Regions from separate parts of the Mus musculus genome. Here all the other regions are linked to region 7. The links are chromatin contacts, called in public Hi-C and promoter capture Hi-C maps. All regions are on one chromosome and are shown on one strand. Each heading gives the region's core, a stretch centred on a gene start, on an enhancer-like site or on the middle of the called end of the contact. The rest is flanking DNA. Distances are from core to core; before and after follow the strand shown. Region 1 holds the start of Ube2t (ubiquitin-conjugating enzyme E2T). Region 2 holds the start of Nucks1 (nuclear casein kinase and cyclin-dependent kinase substrate 1). Region 3 holds the start of Adipor1 (adiponectin receptor 1). Region 4 has its middle 17 kb from the start of Elk4. Region 5 holds the start of Rabif (RAB interacting factor). Region 6 holds the start of Kdm5b (lysine (K)-specific demethylase 5B). Region 7 holds the start of Ppp1r15b (protein phosphatase 1, regulatory subunit 15B).

The links. Promoter capture Hi-C pulls out the DNA fragments that hold promoters and counts their contacts. A called contact is a pair of places that touch in the nucleus more often than the background predicts. Capture Hi-C pulls out chosen DNA fragments and counts their contacts.
Region 1: a contact with region 7 is called in a promoter capture Hi-C map of pre-B cells, with 5 times the contacts expected there. The contact joins the promoter of Ube2t here to the promoter of Ppp1r15b in region 7. A contact is called at or near these places in 3 of 39 promoter capture datasets (hippocampal neurons, liver and pre-B cells).
Region 2: a contact with region 7 is called in a Hi-C map of B cells, with 5 read pairs. The contact joins the promoter of Nucks1 here to the promoter of Ppp1r15b in region 7.
Region 3: a promoter capture Hi-C map of liver shows a contact between it and region 7, with 4 times the contacts expected there. The contact joins the promoter of Adipor1 here to the promoter of Ppp1r15b in region 7. A contact is called at or near these places in 7 of 39 promoter capture datasets (the C10 cell line, the HPC-7 cell line, erythroid cells and 3 more), 1 of 484 Hi-C or Micro-C datasets (regulatory T cells), 3 of 115 datasets of contacts at active chromatin or transcription factors (astrocytes, bone marrow-derived dendritic cells and embryonic stem cells) and 1 of 9 other capture datasets (adipose tissue).
Region 4: a promoter capture Hi-C map of liver shows a contact between it and region 7, with 6 times the contacts expected there. The contact joins the enhancer-like site here to the promoter of Ppp1r15b in region 7.
Region 5: a contact with region 7 is called in a Hi-C map of CD4 T cells, with 3 times the contacts expected there. The contact joins the promoter of Rabif here to the promoter of Ppp1r15b in region 7. A contact is called at or near these places in 1 of 39 promoter capture datasets (cranial neural crest) and 1 of 484 Hi-C or Micro-C datasets (CD4 T cells).
Region 6: a contact with region 7 is called in a promoter capture Hi-C map of liver, with 2.5 times the contacts expected there. The contact joins the promoter of Kdm5b here to the promoter of Ppp1r15b in region 7. A contact is called at or near these places in 1 of 39 promoter capture datasets (pre-B cells), 1 of 115 datasets of contacts at active chromatin or transcription factors (thymic regulatory T cells) and 1 of 9 other capture datasets (liver).

Annotation. Positions count from the first base shown.
Region 1 is chr1:134,961,221-134,963,920 of GRCm38.p6, reverse strand. It overlaps Ube2t (ubiquitin-conjugating enzyme E2T), which reads right to left and starts at 1,356. Exons shown (of 7, transcript NM_026024.3): 1 at 1,135-1,356.
Region 2 is chr1:131,909,148-131,911,847 of GRCm38.p6, reverse strand. It overlaps Nucks1 (nuclear casein kinase and cyclin-dependent kinase substrate 1), which reads right to left and starts at 1,390. Exons shown (of 7, transcript NM_175294.3): 1 at 1,098-1,390. The coding sequence starts at 1,114.
Region 3 is chr1:134,414,012-134,416,711 of GRCm38.p6, reverse strand. Adipor1 (adiponectin receptor 1) reads right to left here and starts at 1,334. Exons shown (of 8, transcript NM_028320.4): 1 at 1,127-1,334.
Region 4 is chr1:131,989,349-131,992,048 of GRCm38.p6, reverse strand. No RefSeq gene overlaps it. Among named protein-coding and RNA genes, the nearest start is that of Elk4, 17 kb to the left of the region's middle. Within about 2 kb of position 1,333, at least 11 of the 459 cell types and tissues checked have an H3K27ac peak or open chromatin away from gene starts, as enhancers often do. A contact at or near this core is called in liver, where this site is marked.
Region 5 is chr1:134,493,196-134,495,895 of GRCm38.p6, reverse strand. Rabif (RAB interacting factor) reads right to left here and starts at 1,257. Exons shown (of 2, transcript NM_145510.2): 1 at 1,087-1,257. The coding sequence starts at 1,212.
Region 6 is chr1:134,558,901-134,561,600 of GRCm38.p6, reverse strand. Kdm5b (lysine (K)-specific demethylase 5B) reads right to left here and starts at 1,423. Exons shown (of 27, transcript NM_152895.2): 1 at 1,059-1,423. The coding sequence starts at 1,262. It also overlaps a transcript of Mgat4e not described here.
Region 7 is chr1:133,129,862-133,132,561 of GRCm38.p6, reverse strand. Ppp1r15b (protein phosphatase 1, regulatory subunit 15B) reads right to left here and starts at 1,396. Exons shown (of 2, transcript NM_133819.3): 1 at 1-1,396. The coding sequence starts at 815.

The DNA.
Region 1 (2,700 bases), core at 107-2,606, 1.8 Mb before region 7:
TAAGCCTAATGAAGCCTTGTTATTGGGGGTGGGGTGAGGGAAGCATTGTGTGTGTTGGGTGGGGGGGCAGTATTTGGCTTACACTTCTACATCACAGTATACTGCTGAAGGAAGAAGGCAGGCCAGGAACTTAAACAGGACAGGAACCTGGAGGCAGGAGCTGATGCAGAGGCCACAGAGGGCTGCTGCTTACTGACTTTCTCCCCATGACTTGTTCAGCCAAAGCATTGCTATTTTATACAGAAATCTGAAGGACTATTTTCAGTAAAACGAAACAAAACTCTTGTAAATACAGGGGACTAGAAAAACAGTTCAGCGGGTTAAAGCCCTTGCTGCACAGGCCTGACAACTTGATTCAATCCCAGCAATCCACAGTAGGAGAGAACGCTCTCCTCAAAGTTGTCTTTGGGCAATCAATTACAATAAAACTACCTACAACTGTAAACTGTATCTTTATATAAAATAAGAACATAGTGGAAAGGCATGCTAATCAAATTAGAACGAGGGGGAAAAAGGCAGTTTCTCTCAAAGAAGCCATGAGACTATGATAACAATTGGTATATACAAAGTCTTCTCGGGTGAGAGATGGCTTAGCTGTTAAGAGCACTGGCAGCTCTTCCAGAGGACCCAGATTCAATTCCCAACATCCATCTGACATCTCATAACTAACACCGTCCTGTGCCTCCGAGGGCACCAGGCATACCCGTGGTGTGTATACATACATGCAGACAAACACTCATATACAAGAAAAGTAAATAAAAAATTAAAAAGTCCTTTGGTATAAAAGCCATGTGTTATCATGTATTTTATGAATATAAAGGGTTTTCACAGAGCCGGGGCTTGGGGGCATAGACACTGGAGGCGCCTAGGTAGAAGTCAGTTCCAGGTCAGCCTGGGCTACAGCGACACCTGTCTCACAAACAAAACGAAACCCTCAACCAAACAACCATAACAGAGTTCCTTACACTACGGCTTCAAAAGATATTTTCCTTTTAATTTTTTTTAAACCGGCGTTGTTAGCCTCTTTTCCAGTAACCACTCCCCGCAAACGTAAGCTTTTTACAACTGCACTGACTCTTCGTAAAATTCTTTGTGTCCCAGGCCTGAGGTAAATAAATAATCAATGCACAGAACCTGGGTAGGTGGCAGATGCTGGAGGTAGCCTTGGCGCGCCCAGGGCGGTTCGCTCTCCCCGCCGTGTTCCTCCCAGGGCCGCTCGGGTAGAAACGGGACTCCTTCCCCAGACTCTCCGTGACCTCGGGCTCGTTCCCTCAGGTGGCACTCGCAGCACCCGTCAGCAGCCCCACTTACCGCGGCGCGCCTCTGCTGTGCTCACGCGGAACCGCGGAGACCGTTGGAATGACTCCACCCCCTTCCAGGAGAGGACTGTGATTGGTCCGCAGCAAACCTGGGGGAGGCGCGCGCCCGCCTATTGGCCACCGCTCAGAGCTTGCGTCCGCTCACGCACCGCTCAAATTGGCGCGCGCACGCGTATCCGGAATTCTCAGTTCCCGCTGTGGTCTTGTTTGTAAATCGACTGTGAGCTGGGAAGGCTGGGAAGTCATCTACAGGAGAGGAAAAAAAAAAGGCAACTGGACACGCTTAATCTGGAGAAGTGACTGCTGAGTAGCTGCCTTTATATCTTTGTTGTGGTTCTGTGGAACGGGGTCTCGCGATGCAACCCTTGCTTAGCTTGGAATTTGCTATGTAGCTCAGGCTAGCCTGAGACTCCTGGCACTCCTACGCAGCTTCCCAATGGCTACCAGGTCACCCAGGCTTTAAGCAATGACAGGGGAAACTTTACAACTTCATTTAAGATCAGTAGTCTAAAGATACAAGTTAGCCGAGCACGGTCGCGCAGGCATGTTGAAATAAAAAGGTGAGAATTTGAGACCAGCCTTGGGTACATAGATTTCCTCCAGATGAAAAAAGATTTTTTTTTTTAATTTATAATTCTGGTGAACAAAGCATTCCATCAGGACTCTGAAGAGTAAAGTGGATGGAGTAAATTTCTCCACCACTGGAAATGTTCATATGGAAGCTTCAACCTGTTAGGGGTTAACGCAAGAGATCCTCTGCACTGTGAGGAAGTTAAGGATTTCCCCCTCCCTCTCCCTGAAAACAAGCCCGCTCTTCCTACATACTGTGCCAGCCTTTGATCCCTTTGAGTCACACACCAACCACGGAATAAATGACTTTCAAGCGCTCTTCCACCTCTAGAAAGGTATTTTCTAAGCAACCAAGTGCATGATTATAGCCAAGTCAGCTTTGAGGGCACAGCTGCGAGTGCCAAAAGTGGGTAGTCCTTGGGAGAGAAAGGAAAGCTTAAGACCTGAGACTCAGCAGAACTGGAATTGGTTTCAACTCTGGGAACCCTGGGGGTGGGACCAGAAATCAATCAAGGAATCACCTTTCTCTTTCACTGCTCCTAGCTTTTTGTACAGCTCCATAGCATAGACCTAGCAGTCGGTCTTTCTGAACTTCGAAGCTAATATAATTTTGGCTACCGCGGTGATGTCTGCATTTAGTCCAAACTGATGTTAAGCTACAGCTGGTTCCTCATGGAGGTTTTTATGGTGTGTTTTGTCTTCTGGAGACCCTCAGACTCATTAGGACTCTGACTGACTCTGCTCTGGGCTTCCCCAATTTAGTTGTAGGACTGAGCCAGAGGGTAGATAGTGAATTCTGCAAACTTACAGA
Region 2 (2,700 bases), core at 141-2,640, 1.2 Mb after region 7:
ATAGATTATCTTGTCAAGGAGACATAGTGGGGCACAAAACCGTTGCCAGATCCAAACCTCTCCTTGGTATTGGGATACTTTCGATACCAAAACTTGAAATGAATTCATAACTGTAAAAATAGTTAAGAACTAAAGGCAATGGGGCCAGGTAAAGCTCCTTTACAAGTAACATCTATTGACTTTGGTCTCGGTCTCTGTCCCTCTGTCTCTCAGGCCTTAATAGATTGGACTAAACCACACCCTCCACCCAAGCCACATTCTATACAACAGCTCTGGAGGGCATTAAAGGGGAGCCCACCGAGTGAGGGGAAACCGAAAACTTCTTGAAGCCATGTGAATAAAAGTCTGATCGCTAGTGGATCGTAGTCCATTTACGATTAACGTCACACGGGGAAAGAGAGGGTTACAGAAGTAGCAAGAGACGCGTACTGCGGGGTGAGGGGGAACGAGAACCACACGGGATTTGGGTTAACAAGCACGTCCCTGGAGGAAGGGCATTTGTCTGCAAGCGGTGGAAAGAGAAAACTTGGGGTTAATGCGTTCAGAACTCCCAAGTGGGGAGAGGCTGTGGCCCTTATTTTACGGGGCTCAGTGTCAAAACTCACTTTTGCCCCAAGGGGAAAGGAAAACGTGGGTTCCGCCCAGGCCGGGCTAGGAGGCGGGGCCTGCCGCGACCCCGAGAATGGAGGCGGGGCCGGGCGGCGGGGCACAAGCAACTCGCTCGCCAAAACGCTAAGCCGGCGAGCCTCTGGAGGACCGAGTCCTCCGTGTTCGCACCCGGGTCGGCCGTAGGCTCCAACAGGGCCCAGGGGTGCGGCCTATGGTGTGCCTGGTGCGCGCCAAGCCCACGCCAGGGCCATGGCGGAGGTGGGGGCGGCCGCGGAGCCGACCCGGACCCTGCGGGGTGGAGGCGACGCGCCCGTGCGCGCCGCCGCCATCCTGCGCGCCGCCGAGCACCCACGCGCAAGGGCGCGCGCGGCCCCCGACAGAAGGCCGCGCGTGGTAGTCAGGAGCACGACTCCAGGCCCGTTGCCCAGGTCCTTCGCCACTCACCCCAGCCCGTTCGGCCCGCCCCGGGCCTTGGACTCCGCACTGACCTGACAGGCCGAGACATGTTCGCTGTCGAGGCGCGACCAAGTCGAGGAGCCGAGGACCAGGACCCCCCTCCCCGCGCACTCGGCGCCCCACCCCCCCGCTCCGGCCGGCGGGGCCGCTGCTGCCGAGCCCCGGGCTGCTGGCTTCTCAAGAGTCGGCGGCTGCTGGTTTGAGGTCCCTGGATCTGACGAGCCCCCCGCTCCCCCGTCTCTTCAAAATGGATGAATCAAACCAGCCGAAAATGCGCCAAAGCCGCGGTGCAACCAAACCCCGTAGGGTTTGTGCGCTCCGCCCCAGCACGCCCGCTCATTGGTGACTCCTGTCAGATGCGCCCTAGTCATTAGTCCATTTGAATCATCACGCCTCCCAGCCCCGCCCCACTCCCGGATAGGCCCCGCCTCCTCCATGGGGTCCTGTTAGTCAAGATGCGCTGAGAGCGCACGGCCGCAAAACAAAAATGGTCGCCGATTGCCCGCCCCCTGTCTTCCACGCCAGAGCTGCAGATTCGGCTTGGGTTATATCTTGGACCCCCTGCCAAATAACCTGATTTATATAGAGTTCTCTGTGGACTAGGTGGTTCTGTAATGGATTTAATTTCTCCTGACTTGATTATTTTGCAAATCAGCTAATTGCAAGACTCATGGGATAGGCAGCAGATTCGTCACTTAAGAATTGGAGGGAAATTACTTAGGTTCAAAAATTTGACCTTAATCTTAGAAATCCTGTACTCTGACTTCAGCGTTAACCTCCCAGGGCTCAGTCACGCTGCTGAAGTAGAGAGTTGGGTTCACAAGGAATATCTTCTACCCAATCTGATCTTTGAGAGCTACTTAACACTCATTAAAACCTCAATTTCTGATATTAGCATTTCAAAGAGAAAGAGGTGATTAATGGTTAAGAGGGAGACTGGTGACAAAACGCTTGCTTCAAAATTCTAAGTCCACCACTTAGTACTTAACTAGGTTTCCTCTGTGCACCTCAGTTTTATGATGAGTAGAGTAGGATACAAGGCTACCTTATTACTAGAACTAAACAAGGTGCTATGTTGAAAGGCCTTTAGTCTGGGCTTAAGTGTTAGGTTCCGTTTTTAATAGAAGATAAAATTAGTTCGGGGGGGGGGGGCAGGGAGGCTGGAGAGATGGCTCAGTGGTTAAGAGCACTGACTGCTCTTCCAGAGGTCCCGGAGTTCAAATCCCAGCAACCACCTGGTGGCTTACAACCATTTGTAATGAGATCTGATGCCCTCTTCTGGTGTGTCTGAAGACAGCTACAGTGTACTCATATATAATAAATAAATAAATCTTAAAAAAAAAAAAGTAGTTCGAGTTGCCTCAAGACTGAATGCCTAAATCAGAAGTAGAGCACAGTATCTTTGTATTAATATCTAGGATTTACTTCCTGTTATAGTTTGGATTCCATGTTCCCTAGGGACCCATATGCCAAAGATTTAAGAGGCAGGACCTGGTAGAAGTTAGGACATTAGGAGTGAGCACTTTAACATGATGTGGGAACCTTGACTTGACCACCCTCTGTCTTTCTTGCTTGCAGCCTGTAAACACAATGTCATCTGTTTCACTTTGCTGAAATGCTTTTCACCATGATGCT
Region 3 (2,700 bases), core at 85-2,584, 1.3 Mb before region 7:
AATCTTGTCGTTTCTGGGCTACTGTGAACACCCCAGCGGAGATTACCCTGCGGGAGTAGGTGCAGTGTTTGAAGGCCCACACCAATGTCTAATACTTCACTAATAACACCAGCTTTTGAAGACTGACTTCTCAAAGACCTTTCACAAAAAATGGACACAAAAACTACTTCTGTAATAAAGAAATGCAGTGGCTGCAGGCCGGGAACCCTGACATTGCAATCCACTTAGCGCCATCCTATCTGACTGAGTTCCTGGCAGTGGACTGATGCTATAAACTCTCAGGAACTGCGACTGCACCATCACAGCCTGCCCTGCATTATCAAAAGGAAAAAAAAAAAAAGCAGTGAGCACATCCCAACATGGCTTTGGTTCTGCAAAGAACCACCTATTGCCATCTTCGTTTGATTTACCACACAACTTAACTGCTGGGTTTTCTGGTCTGTCTGCTAAAGACCCGAGGGAAATAATCAGATTATTATTATAGAAGATCCCATGGTCTCTTAGTGCTCCGCTGACATCTGAAACTATGTAAACTGAAATTTGTCCAGCTTCTTCAACTACGAACCGCCAGAAACTGACGGCGAGCCACTTTATTTTCTTAAAAGCAAGTGCGAGACTCAAATTCTCAAACAAACCAGCATCCATCAACCCTAGATTTCTGAGATGAAATCTGGCCCTTCCCAACACTTCGGCATCTTGTTTACATTCTAGTTGAGTAGTACCTTAGGCCTGTCGAGTCTCCATCAACTTCCCGACCGACCCTATCCAGGAGGGAGCCCCGTCACGTTTGACCTGCGGATCGCGGTGGTGGCCTTAGGGTTCCCGGCCACCCAGGGCCGGTGTTCCCGCACCCAACTCGCAGGCTCAACTCCGGGGGTCGCCAGCAGGGCTGGAACGCGGCCGTCTACCGCGCGGCTGCGGAGACAGCACTCGCGGACTGCCGGGCCCCGACGGCGGCGAGCAGCCCCCCGAACGGAGGCGGTGCGCGGTGGGAGGGGCCGGAAATGTTTACGGAGGACCTTTCGGAGGGCCGGGCGGTGAGCGACGATCCAGGGGCGGGCCACTCCCGTGCTGTCCCCTCCAGAGCCTGCAGGGCCCGCGCCCCGCCCACCCCCGGGACACTTACGGCCTGGCTGGCTGCCTCTGCTGGGGGCCGCGGGCCCGGGCGCTACATCCCGCGGCACTGGAGGCGGCCTGCGGCCGAGGGGCGCCCGATCCTCAGCGCCCTGCCCGCGCCGGAAGGGCCGCGCGACCGCACGGCGTCACCTCCGCAGCCGCGTCACCTTCCCGGCGCTACCTCACCCGCTCCGATCCAGGCATTCCTGCGCGTGCCAATCATCAGGGCGCGCTCAGGCTCGCCCCGCCCCGCCCCTGATCTGACCAATCGCTGGCTCTGGCTGTCCCAGCTTGGCCCTACACTGGCGGACTGCAAAAGCCTCTTCTCCCGGCCTACGACGGGCGCGTGTAGGGGAGTAGGGAGCTGGGAGTAGGGAGCTGGGAAGGCAATCTTAGTTTCCCACCCCACGGCCTCGCTTTTCAGCTCCGAAACACTTTTTTTTTCCTTCTCTTAGTACTGGGAATTGTACCTCTAGGCAAGCCACTATATCTCTAGTACAGAAACACTTTTTCCCCCCTTTTTCCAAGACACGGATTCTCCGTGTAGCCCTGGCTGTCCCGAATTCGCCCTGTAGATTCGCCTCCCTAGTGGCAGGATTAAACAACGCCAACCCACACTTTTATTTTTGTTTGAGAAAGGGTTTAATTGTGCAACCCAGGTGAGCCTTGTACTCGAGGCCATCCTATCTCAGCCTTTCAAATGCTAGGATTTCAAATGTGGGCTACCATACAGCTCCGAAACTATTTCTATATCCATTTTCCAAATCCCTCCCTCTCTTCTTCTGGTATGCTATGTATGGAACGACTACCATGAATCTATTCACTCAACTGATTTAACTTTTGGTTCCTGTTATTTATCAGAAAGGGAGAAGTTATTTCAAACAAGCCTAGCTTGACAATTTTCTGTGCCAGTCCATGTTCCCATGTGACCCAGAGGGCACATCTTAGAAGACAATATAGTGTGCTTCTCTGCCGGAACTGAACCACACAATATAGTATTTTGGGAGTGTTCATTTTCTTATACTCCAAAAAACGATGCACAGCTGTTACTGCTCTAAATGCAAGAAAAGGTGACCAAATGCTAGATGGATGCCCCAGGAGAGTGAAGTCAACTTTGTTCTGGTTAAAAGCATAGACTCTGGGTTCTTGTAGATCCAGTTTCCTTCCCAAGCCAGCCGATCTTTACACATTACTGAGTCCTTCCAAATCACTACTTAACCTTGAAAACGAAGGGAAATGATGCTACTTTCAGGTCTGTCAGGACTAAGGACATTTCAGGTGCTACTTTCAGGTCTGTCAGGACTAAGGCAGTGTCTGCATGATGCCTGGCAAATGGATAGAGTTTCATAACAACTAGCTATTGTTAATATATTACCTGGGGCTGGAGAGATGGCTCAGCAGTTAAGAACACCCACTGTTCTTCCAGAGGTCCAGAGTTCAATTCCCAGCCACCCACATGGTGGCTCATAACCATCTTAATTGGATCTAATGCCCTCTTCTGGTGTGTCTGAAGAGAGCAATGGTATACTCATATACATAAAATAAATAAATAAATCTTTAAAAAAAACAGTTGACTAGAAACCT
Region 4 (2,700 bases), core at 84-2,583, 1.1 Mb after region 7:
CAGATGCCCTGGAACTGGGTTACAAACCACTGAGAGCCACCATGTGGGTGCTGGGACTGAAACCTGTGCCCCCTGGAAGAGCAGTGGGTGATTTTAACCCCTTGGCCCTCTCTTCAGTCCTCCTGGGCAAGTAGCTTTCCTGCTGCATGAAGGGCTGAGTGGACGTCCACACTGTCAACTGAGGCGCTCGCAGTGTTCACAGCTTATTAAGCAGAATCTTGAGGAAGCTTTAAACTTGTATCTTAGTTTGGGTTTTGTTGCTCTGAAAAGATATCATGACCATGACAGCTTTTTTTTTTTTTTTTTTTTTTTTCCCGAGACAGGGTTTCTCTGTGTAGCCCTGGCTGACCTGGAACTCACTTTGTAGACCAGGCTGGCCTCGAACTCAGAAACCCGCCTGCCTCTCCCTCCCGAGTGCTGGGATTAAAGACGTGCACCACCATGCCCAGCTCCATGACATAACTCATAAAACACTTAATTGGGGCTGGCTTATAGTTCCAAAGGTTCAGTCCATTATCATCATGACAGAAAGCATGGCAGTGTGCAAGCAGATAGACATGGCGCTGGAGGAGCCAAGAGTTCTACATCTTGATCCCAAGGCAGCAGAAGGAGACTGTCTTCAGCACACAGCCAGGAGGAGGGTCTGCTCCGCACTAGGCAGAGCTTGAGCACTAGGAGACCTCAAAGCTCCGCAGTGACAACCTACTTCTCCTAATAGTACCAAGCACACAAACGCATGAGTCTATGAGGGCCAAACCTATTCATAGGACCACAACTTGGTTTTGTTTTTGTTTTTTGAGACAAGGTTTCTTTGTGCAACCCTGGCTGTCCTGGAACTTGCTCTGTAGACCAGGCTGGCCTGGAACTCAGAGATTTGCCTGCCTCTGCCTCTCAAGTGCTTGGGATCAAAGGCATTCGCCACCAATAGCAGCAGGCTCAATTCCTAATTTCTACCCATATCAGGGTGCACAGATGATTGGAATTCTCACAGAGCAAGAACGGCATCTTATGCTGCCCATTTTAGAGCCCACCAGGTTCTCAGAGAGCAGCGATGGCTGGTGGATGGCACTGTGGTCAAACAGGGGGACCTTTTTAAAGGTCCTGTCCACTTATTTAAAAAAAAAAAAACTACCTTCTAATTTTTAAATATTAGCTCTACAGAAAAGGTGTAATATGTTACAGATCTGCTGGAAGCTTGCACTGACCCAGACCTCTCTATCCTCCTGCTTCTACCTCCCAAGTACTAGGATTTTAGGCACGTGCCTTATGCATGACTTGTGGAACCTCTAACCCCATTCAGGATTTTACCCTCATGACTCTTCATGGCTGTGTCGCCTAAGGCCCACCTCCAGTGTACTGGCCTAGGTTTCAACATATCTTCCTGAGCCATCCACACTAGTCAGATGTCACTGCAATCAAATACCAAGAAATGTGTAGCCTGTAGTTTGTGGGATAGCCTTCCCAGAGTCCAGCTGCCTCCACAAACAGGAAGTTGACACTGACCAGGCCAAGGATCACAGAGGAAGTGATAACTGATTTAATTAAAGACTGAAATTCGTGGGGGCTGTAAATTTGCTAAAGTCTATAAAGATGAAGCTGAGCCGAACAACACCGCTTATACACATACGTGGGCATCTGCACAAGGCCTACTTCCAGCAAGAGCACAATGAGGTCAAGCAGTATGTTCCAGGTCATATCAGGCTCCCTCTAAATACACAGAGCGATTTGGTAACAGTATTGGATGTCTGAAAGTCGCAGCTCCAAACAGCTCTCAGCCAACAGTGACCAAACTGCCAGGCTACTGTAATCAACCCTCACCCTGGAAAACAAGAGCTTTTCCCACAGTGGTGAAGGGGGTAACTGGAGACTCTGAAGAGAGGGCTAGAGGGCCAAAAAGACGGGGAGTATATGGAAGATGAGACATCACACACCCAGCAAGGCCCTTCTATGCTTCCCCAAGTCGCTCTGCCCCGTTTGAAACAGGTAGGCCCAACACCCGCAGTCAAAGGAAGCTATGTCAGTCTGGACTTTCCTCCTCCATCCACAAGAATCACTCACTGACTGCCTGACACATCTCTGCAGTAGAGGTATCTCAGCTTCTTCCTCCCCGTCTCCATGAAATGCACCAGCTGGGCCCAGGCCTACAAGTCACAGCAAGGGCCAGTTGGCTCATGTATGAGACCACATCCTACCTGCTTTCCACAGCCCCCTGCCTTCTTCTTCGCTACCCCTTTAGTGCCTTTCCTATTTCTCAGTAAGTTGGGAGTAAGTGCATGTTGTATGAGAAATGTAGTTCAAATCTGCAGAAGACCTTAGTCCCAGTTATTCAGAACTTGTGTTGAAATACTACTCTGTGCCTAAGCTTCCTGCTCCCTAAGGATTCATCCTTTGTAAACCCAGCTGAGAAGGGAGGTCCCCCGAGAGAAGATAATTATTGGCTCTAGGGATCAGGTTCTGAGCTGATGGTCGACCAAGGCAATAACTGAAAGACCAATGATTCTTTTCTTTCTCACGCTACCCTTTACACACACACACACACACACACACACACACACACACACACACACACACACACACACACATACACACACACACACACACACACACCAGCACATGCACTCAGGGCCTCTGGGCCAGGTCTCAGTTCTGTGTCAGTATGGGAAAAATAAGGTTGATGAAATACATGTGTAAATGAAAGTT
Region 5 (2,700 bases), core at 8-2,507, 1.4 Mb before region 7:
TTGTACTATCCAATAGGATCGCATGTTACACTTAAAAAAAAGGGCTCAGAAACTTTTTTTTTCTTTCAGTTTTCTCATTGGGGTGATGGTGGTTTAAGACACTTATTTTAAAACCCTACCATACGCGGCTCATACCTTTAATCCCTAGCAGTGGGGAGTCCAGGTGGACCTCTTAAGTTAGAGGCCAGCTGGGTCTACAGAGCAAGTTCCAAGCCAGCCAAGGCTACATAGGGAGACCCTGTCAAACAAACAAACAACTTAAACACACATACACACACACACACACACACACACACACACACACACACACACACACACACGGGGGTGGGGGACCCTTAGGATTCAGATTCCAGATTACCTCTTATCATCAGGAGTGTGCTTTCTCTTTCACTTTAATTAAAATTTAACTTTATAAACCTTTCACACACACACACACACACACACACACACAAAATCCTACATGAAAAAGTCCTAACTGCAAGAAAAGAATGGTTAACCTTCGAAATCTATTCGAAATGCCTCGTCCTGGGAATTGTATCTCGGGGGACTTAGAAAAGTTGGGTACTAGCAGTCACTCGGTGTGAATTCTCTCCACCAAACTTGATCCTGGAGCTCCTCTGGGGAGAAGCAAATGAGACAAGTAGGGACTGAAAGATGGATAAAAGCTATGGTGGGAAGGAAATCCAGTGATTCTTAGGTGCCCTGGGGCGACACCGAGTGGTGGCTGGAGATACACCTGCGGGGTACAGCAGGTTAGCCAGAGCTCCAGGAAACAGGGGGCTAGGGTTCGTCCCTTAGCTCGCGCAGGATACCCAAAGCCTGGGGGCGGGTGGGCCGCCTAGGACAGGCACACCCTCTGAGGGAGTACTCTGCGAGAGAGAACAGTTTAGGGGACCAGGCAACTGTGCCTCGACACGAGGGTCCCAGTCCCCAACCAAGCCAGTGGGCGGGGCCTCACGACGCGGGGAGGGGCAAAGACGCGCAAGGAAGGGCGCGGTCTCCGGAAACCTGGGAACCAGGAGCAACCCGGAGCCGCTGGGTCGCTCAGGACAGCGCGACTCTAAGCAGCATCAAGCACTTTCCTACCTGCCGGCGAGAGAAAAGAGCAGTCCCTGGCTGCAGCACCCGAGAGCCACAACGCTGGCACAGCACCGCCTTCCGGTTCCGGCCCTCGGCTGACACGAGCTCGTTCTGCAGCTCGCAGGGTTCCATCGCCGTGCCGCCACACCATCAGCCACAACGGCGCACGCGCGATCTGAGCTGGCTCACCCGGAACTACGCTGGCGCAGGTCCCTGGGGGCGCCCCGCCCGTGCCTCTCGCTGTACCTCTGCGCAGGCGTCTGAACTCTATTGCGCAGGCGCCTTTCTCTATTGCCGGACGGAAGTGTCAGGAGTTACTTGTGACAATCCTTTTTCACTATACCTGGTCTCCCAGGCGCCCTTAATATTGGCCTAAGCAAATCACTATGGCTAGCCTTACCACTAACTCTTGGGATATTTCCCTTGCCTCATGAGTAGATGGCGATAATTCGGGTCAGGTCACACCTCAGCAAGATTTAGATACAAAACAATTGCTTTCTATGTAAGAAGTATGTATAATGCTTAGTACATTTAGTGTTGCGAAAAGTGTGATAATATTAAGCCTAGACTAATAGTGGCCATTTATTAGGTAGCAAAGCGTTGCTTATAGTAATTTTGAAAACGTCATTTCCTTAGAGGGTATGCCCTCGGGCATAATACAGGAAGAAGGCTAAGGTTTGCAATGTGTATAGGACATCAGAACGAGGGAATTAAGCCACCTTACTGTTCTAGAATGCAGTCTTGCTCCCCTGTTAGTCCCACATTACATGATGATGGACATTGTGTATGTGAGAATAGTAACCTGAGAAGGTCATAGACTCAAATATAATAGAACAATTTCAGAAATGGATTAGGAAACAGCTGTCTAGGATGTTGGGTCTTTTATCTCTGTATTTGTTTTTCAAGGCAGGGTTGCTCTGTGTAGCCCTGGTTGTTCTCAGACAGATCTGGCCACCTTAGCTGGGATTAAAGGCATGCACAACCACTGCACACCCACTTATTTATTTAAAGATATTTTTTATAAGTGTTTGGCTTACATGTAAGTGCATTGTGTTTGCGCCTGTGGAGACCAGAAGAGGGCACAAGATGTCTGGAACTGGAGTTACTGACTGTTGTAACCTTCCACATGGGTGCCAGGAACCCAGCCCAGATCCTCTGAAAGAACAGTCATCAGCTGGCACTCAACCATGACTCATCTCTCCAGGCCCCGTAGGTATCATTTTAATTAACCATTTGGTTGTCAGGAATGAAAGATTTTAGACACAGGGTACACTAGAAAAGGATCAAATTTAAAGCTGGGCAATGGTGGCACAGCCTTTAATCCCAGCACTTGGGAGGCAGAGGCAGGCAAATTTCTGAGTTCGAGGCCAGCCTGGTCTACAGAGTTAGTTCCAGGACAGCCAGGGCTACACAGAGAAACCCTGTCTTGAAAAAAACAAAAACAAAAACCAAACAAACAAAAAAAGGGATCAAACTTAAGAATGGTTTGTAAACCAGCGACTAAAGCATATTTCTGCGTAGAGAGAGACTGTACTAATGAGATCGGAATGGTAGAATATGCCCCCTCAACACCACGGATCTGATGCATGTTAAGGAAACTGAACTTTACAGTACAAGATA
Region 6 (2,700 bases), core at 174-2,673, 1.4 Mb before region 7:
AGTGGGCCGGGCTCTCCGCGGACGTTGCAGCCGTTAGGGCCGTCTTGGGGACACCCCACCCCTCAGAGCCCCCCAAGCTCGAGGCGCTAGAGCCCCCGCCGGGAAGGCCGAGTAGGGAAAGCTAGGGACCAGGATGAAATCTCCAAGAGCTCGTCTGACATCTCCCCTACAAGCACAGCCTCTCCACCTCAGCCCCAGCCAGGCCTCCCCCCCCCCCCCGCGCCGGGAGCAAAGCAGTCCGGCCCCAAGTCCGTGTGGGAGCGTCCGCCAGGACCTGCGAGCATCAGGGCCCCCGCCGCTTGGCCTGCCCCCACCATCCTCAAAGTGTCGTCCCCCCACCCCGACCCTTGCACCCCCACCACCACTCAACCAGCCGCTCCAGACCGGCCCAGCGGCTCCTCCCCTCCCCCAGTAGCGCCGGCCGCCCCCTGGCCCAGCTCGCCCTGGGGACTCCCAGAGGCCGAGGGACCAGGTGGTGGTGGGGGACCCGGGTCCGGAGGGTGGGGCGCTCAGGTGAGGGCAGCTTCGGGCCGACGCCGCCACCACACAAAGGACCAGGGGCTCCCGCCGCCATATTGAAAACTTTCCTCCTCACACGACAACTCGCAAGTCCCCCACCCCCACCCATCACACACCCCCGCACCCCGAGAAGGAGGCGAGGACCAGCCACGGAGCCGTGCGGGCCCAGAGCCCTGCCTCCGCGCCCGCGTCTCAGCCGGGCTCGGGAGGACTCCCCAGCGACCACCCCGGCGGCTGCCAACCACTCCAGCCCGCACCGCTGCCGGGCGGTGCAGCGCACCAGCCCCCGGAGCCGCACCGACCTAGCCCCCTCCGGCCGCCCCGCCGGAGCCCGCGGTCCTCACGGCCCACATCCCACCCGGGACGGGGGCCCCCGCGCCTTCCTCCCACCGCCGCATCTCCGACCCTCGGAGCCACCCCAAACTTGACCGGGCCCGCGGGACGACCGCTCCCCGCCCCCGCGCCTCCGGCCTCCCGGGCCGCGCGTCCTCGCTCCCTCCCCCAGCCGCGAGCAGGATCCGGGGTGCTGGCTGACTCACCGGCGGCGGCCGCACCTTACAGATCCCAGTCTGCTCGGCTATGGGCCGGATCTTGTGGATGAAAGCGAAGGGGTCCGCGAACTCTTCCCAGCTCGGCTCGAAGACCGGACACTCGGGGGGAGGCAGGAACTCTCCCAGCGGGCCCGGGCCCCCGAGGGGCAGCGCCGGGCGCGGGCCTGGGGGCAGCGTGGTGGCCGGCTCCATCACCGCGACCTGGGCAGGGGCGAGCACAGGGCAGGCTCCGCAACCGCGGCAGCGAGCTCCGCTCCGTCCGAAACCCGTGCAGACGCACAGCTCGGGCGACAGGTCCGACTTCTACTAGCAACGGCAACACCTAGGGCTTTTTCAGCCTTCCTCCGACGACGTCTTGCCGCTACCCCACGCAGTGCTCCTCCGCCGCCACGGCGAGGAAAAAAGTCCCTGCTGCCACCCCGAGCCAGGTCTCGCCCCGCCCCCTAGCCGGGAGGGGCAGGGGCCTTCCGCCTGGGATGTTTATCCTTAATGCTTCAGTTAACCTCTGAAGTTTCAGAATTCTTCCTCTCAAGAAGTTAACAGTCTAGTAGGGAGAACAGAGTTACAATCCATCAATCACGTCATATATTTTGGCACGAAAGATTTGCTTAGTAAAACCCGAGAAGCAGAGTACTGAAATTGGAGGATTCTCCAGGTAGAGAAAACACCTTGAACACAAGGAGCAGCAAGGACAGACACATAGAGTAATGAGGAGAGCAATAACTCTTCGAGCACTTGCTTATCCTAGACACTGTGTAAAGTGCAAGTGCTTTTCGGGATTGTTTAGTCTGTGAGGGGATTAAGCATTTGACCAAATCCAACAGTTCAGTCTATTTACTGGAAAGTAGGGTTGTTGCACAGAAATCTACACATATACAAGGTTGGACTTGAGCAAAAGCATCTTGAAATAATCCAATCAAGGAATGATGGGGCCTAAATAAATTCAGCAGCGCTATAGGTTAAAGTGAAATTGTAGGAAATAAAAGTTAGACTAGGACGGGACCAGAAGAATAGCGTACTAAGGGTCTGACAGATGGCATCCCTGGGACAAGCATCCATGAGCATGTTCTAGGGAAGATGTATTCACCCCTGAACAGGCTGAGCCTGAGATGTCTCTGCTACAAAGATTTTCAACAGGCTAAAAGGTACAACAGGTCTGAAGGAAAGAAAGAGATCAGAGTGTTTCAGAGGAAGCAATGGAAGAGCTGAGAGGTTAAGTAACCATGAAATCCAAAGATGGGGGATGGCCCCAGAAAAAGTCAGGTCATAAGTAGAACTTGAACACAAACATAATTTCTTTTTTTTTTTTTTTGTTTTGTTTTTTCGAGACAGGGTTTCTCTGTATAGTCTTGGCTGTCCTGGAACTCACTTTGTAGACCAGGCTGGCCTCGAACTCAGAGATCCACCTGCCTCTGCCTCCCAAGTGCTGGGATTAAAGGCGTGTGCCACCACCGCCCGGCGATTTCTTTAATCTAGAAAGCAACCAAACTCGTGGAAAGACTGCCTGCCACTGTATAAGGAAGGATCAGTGGCTCCACAGCCCTCCCTTCAGAATAGACCATCACTCAGCCTCTGGGTTTAGATTTTAATAGGACTAATGTGACCTAGGCTGGCCTGGAACTCTCTACAT
Region 7 (2,700 bases), core at 147-2,646:
GCGGTTGCCGACATCTCTGCCCGCAACGGCTGAGGGTGACAACCATCTTCAGAAAGATAGCAGCTCTCTGGGGTTAGTGTTCGGAAACCCACAAACTGGCCACCTCCAGCGCTGCTCTGACAGCGCAGCCCTAACTGGGGAAGGTAGTCCAGGTAGGAAGGGTTCAGGAGATAGGAAACTACCTTGAAATTACCTAAGCTCTGAACGCTCAGAGGCCCAGAGGATGAAGAGTCAAGTTCTCGGTGGGAGACTAGACCAGCTTGAAGGCTACTGGGCAGCAACTCCACTCCCCACAGCTGCTGCTCCAGGAGGAAAGTGGGCGCTGCAGAGTCTAAAGCTCTTTCCTGGGCCTTGAGTTTTAACTCCAGGTCTGAGGACGAGCACTGCCACTGGAGTCCCTCCTCTAGCCAATCAAGAGAACTGACAACCAAGTCTTCCGAAGAGTCCAGCCGCAGTGAACTCAGAGACTTCTGCACCGTGGGAGCGGCAGATTCCTCCCGTCCTCTCAAAGCTCTCAGGGCGCTGTAACTTGCGGCAAAATCTAGCCATCTGGTAGGAATCAGGCCCCCGAAAAGCTGGCTCCAAAGCAGCAGCTTCTGGAATAGGCTAGGGAGCAGGGCAAGGAGCTGAGAAAGCAATTTGGTCCAGTACCTGGTCCGACGCTCGGGCAGAGCGGAGTTCCCGGGATTTTGTCGAGAGGAAGGCGGCGGGAACTCCGAAGAGCAGGCGTGCGATCGCCGAAGGAAGGGCAGCCGGAACCAGGAGCCCAGCCGAGGGCCAGGCCGCTTCCGGGCCCTGTGCGTTCCTGTCTCCATCTCCTTTCCTTGGCGGCTTCTCAGACAGGAGGAGGACAGAGCTCAGCGGCGTCAGCGCAGGCTGGATCCGAGGTCTACACAGTCTCCGCCTTGCCCAGCCACGGAGTGGGTACTGCAGTCCGATTCCCGCGCCGGCAGAGGAGGCCCAGAGAGCGGCGGCTTCCGCAACGAGTGCTGCACCGGACGGCCCAGAGGCCCGCGCAAGCGGTGGCGACCGCGGTTAGGTCCATCCCGGCTAGGGAAGGAGACGTCCTAGGCCGTGTGAGATCGCTCCACCATAGAGAAGACCCTCCCTCGCGCGGCGGCGACGGAGACGACGGCGGCGTTTCCGGTGGCCCGCACGGAGGCGCGAAACGCCAAGGCGGAAAGGGTGGCTGGGTGGCAGGCGAGGGCGCAAAGAAGCGAAGCTCAAAATGGCCGCAGCCGCACACCCGGAAGCTGCAGGGCGAGACGGAGGACCGAGGGCGTCTACTCCCTACCGCCCAGCGGCGCCTCACGTCATTCGCCGAACCCCCACCCTTGCCTCCCGAGAGGCGGACTTGCCTCACCCTCGTGCGTGGCCTCTGATTGGCCGCGTCTGTGGTCCCTGTCGGCTTCCTTACTCGGGGTAGAGCGGGGCTCGCACGCGGCGAGTTGCATCAGCCGGACCTAGGATGTACGCTTGCGCAGTCAGTTCATTCTGGTCTCCTAGGAGACTCCGCGCCCCACCCTCTAGGTCAAAGGGAATGGCTGGGGAGGTGAGTGGGTTTCAAGAGAACCCGAGAATTCTCCCGAGCCCTTTTTTATGGATCCGATTGCTAGGCAAATTATCCGCTTATCTGACACGTGTATCGGTCTTCTCCTATTAAGGGCGTAGGAAGACTGGAGTGAAACGATGTAGGCAGTGCTGTATAACCAACTCGCCTGGTGCTAAGACACACATCATCCCTAGTGAATCATAGTGAAACTGAATCACTCACACATTCCTGTCCCCTCTGCTTTAGGATTTCTAAGTCTCTAGCATTGCCTGTGATCTAATTTGGACATCTTTCAGGGTCCATTTGACAAAATACCCCTCAGAAAGAAAAACGCGGTGTTACTAGCAAGCTGAAGTCACAGGTGGGAAGATAACTGTTAACTAACTCAGAAACAGCGCGTTCAATTCACTTATTTCCTCAGTAACAAGAGCCACAGAGTAGAGCATCCGGCGAAGGATAACACATTGGTGACTTTTGTCCTCTGAAAAATATTGGCTGATTAATTTTAATTACTGTAATAAGGGGAGGATTTTGTTTGTTTGAAACAGATTTTACTATGAAGCTCAGGCTGGCCTCAAACTAACCACAATCTTTCTGCCTCGGCCTTCCAACCAAGTACTGGCTGATTTATCTCTTACTAGTTTGGTTTCTTTCTTCCTTTTTTATTTTTATTTTTTTCTTTTCTTACTTATCTATTTATTTGTTTATTTGAGGCCGGGTCTCTCTACAGAGCCCTGACTGTTTGGAACTGGCGATGTAGACCAGGCTGGCCTTGAACTTATTAGTTCTGTCTCTTCCTCTCCAGCAAAGAGATTAAAGGCATGCACCACCATGCCTGGTCTTTAGTTCACTTTCTTATTCTCATTTTAATCCACAATGCAAAGACCAAGTGGCTATCACAGAGCGTAGTGGTTACACTAAGGAGGAGAATCTTGCTGCCCTGGGGGAGGGTCAGCTGATCCTCATGACTTGTTGAGCAAGGAACAAGCTCTTTCTTCCCTGAAACCAAGAGTTTTTACTGTTTACGCCCCCACAACATCTTATTACTTGTGTCTGGCAGTAACTGGTTTCTTAATCCTAAAAGCTTTAGGAAAACGTAATTAGCAATGAGTCGTTTTTTTCATAGTAGCAGGAGGTCCGAGTATGCA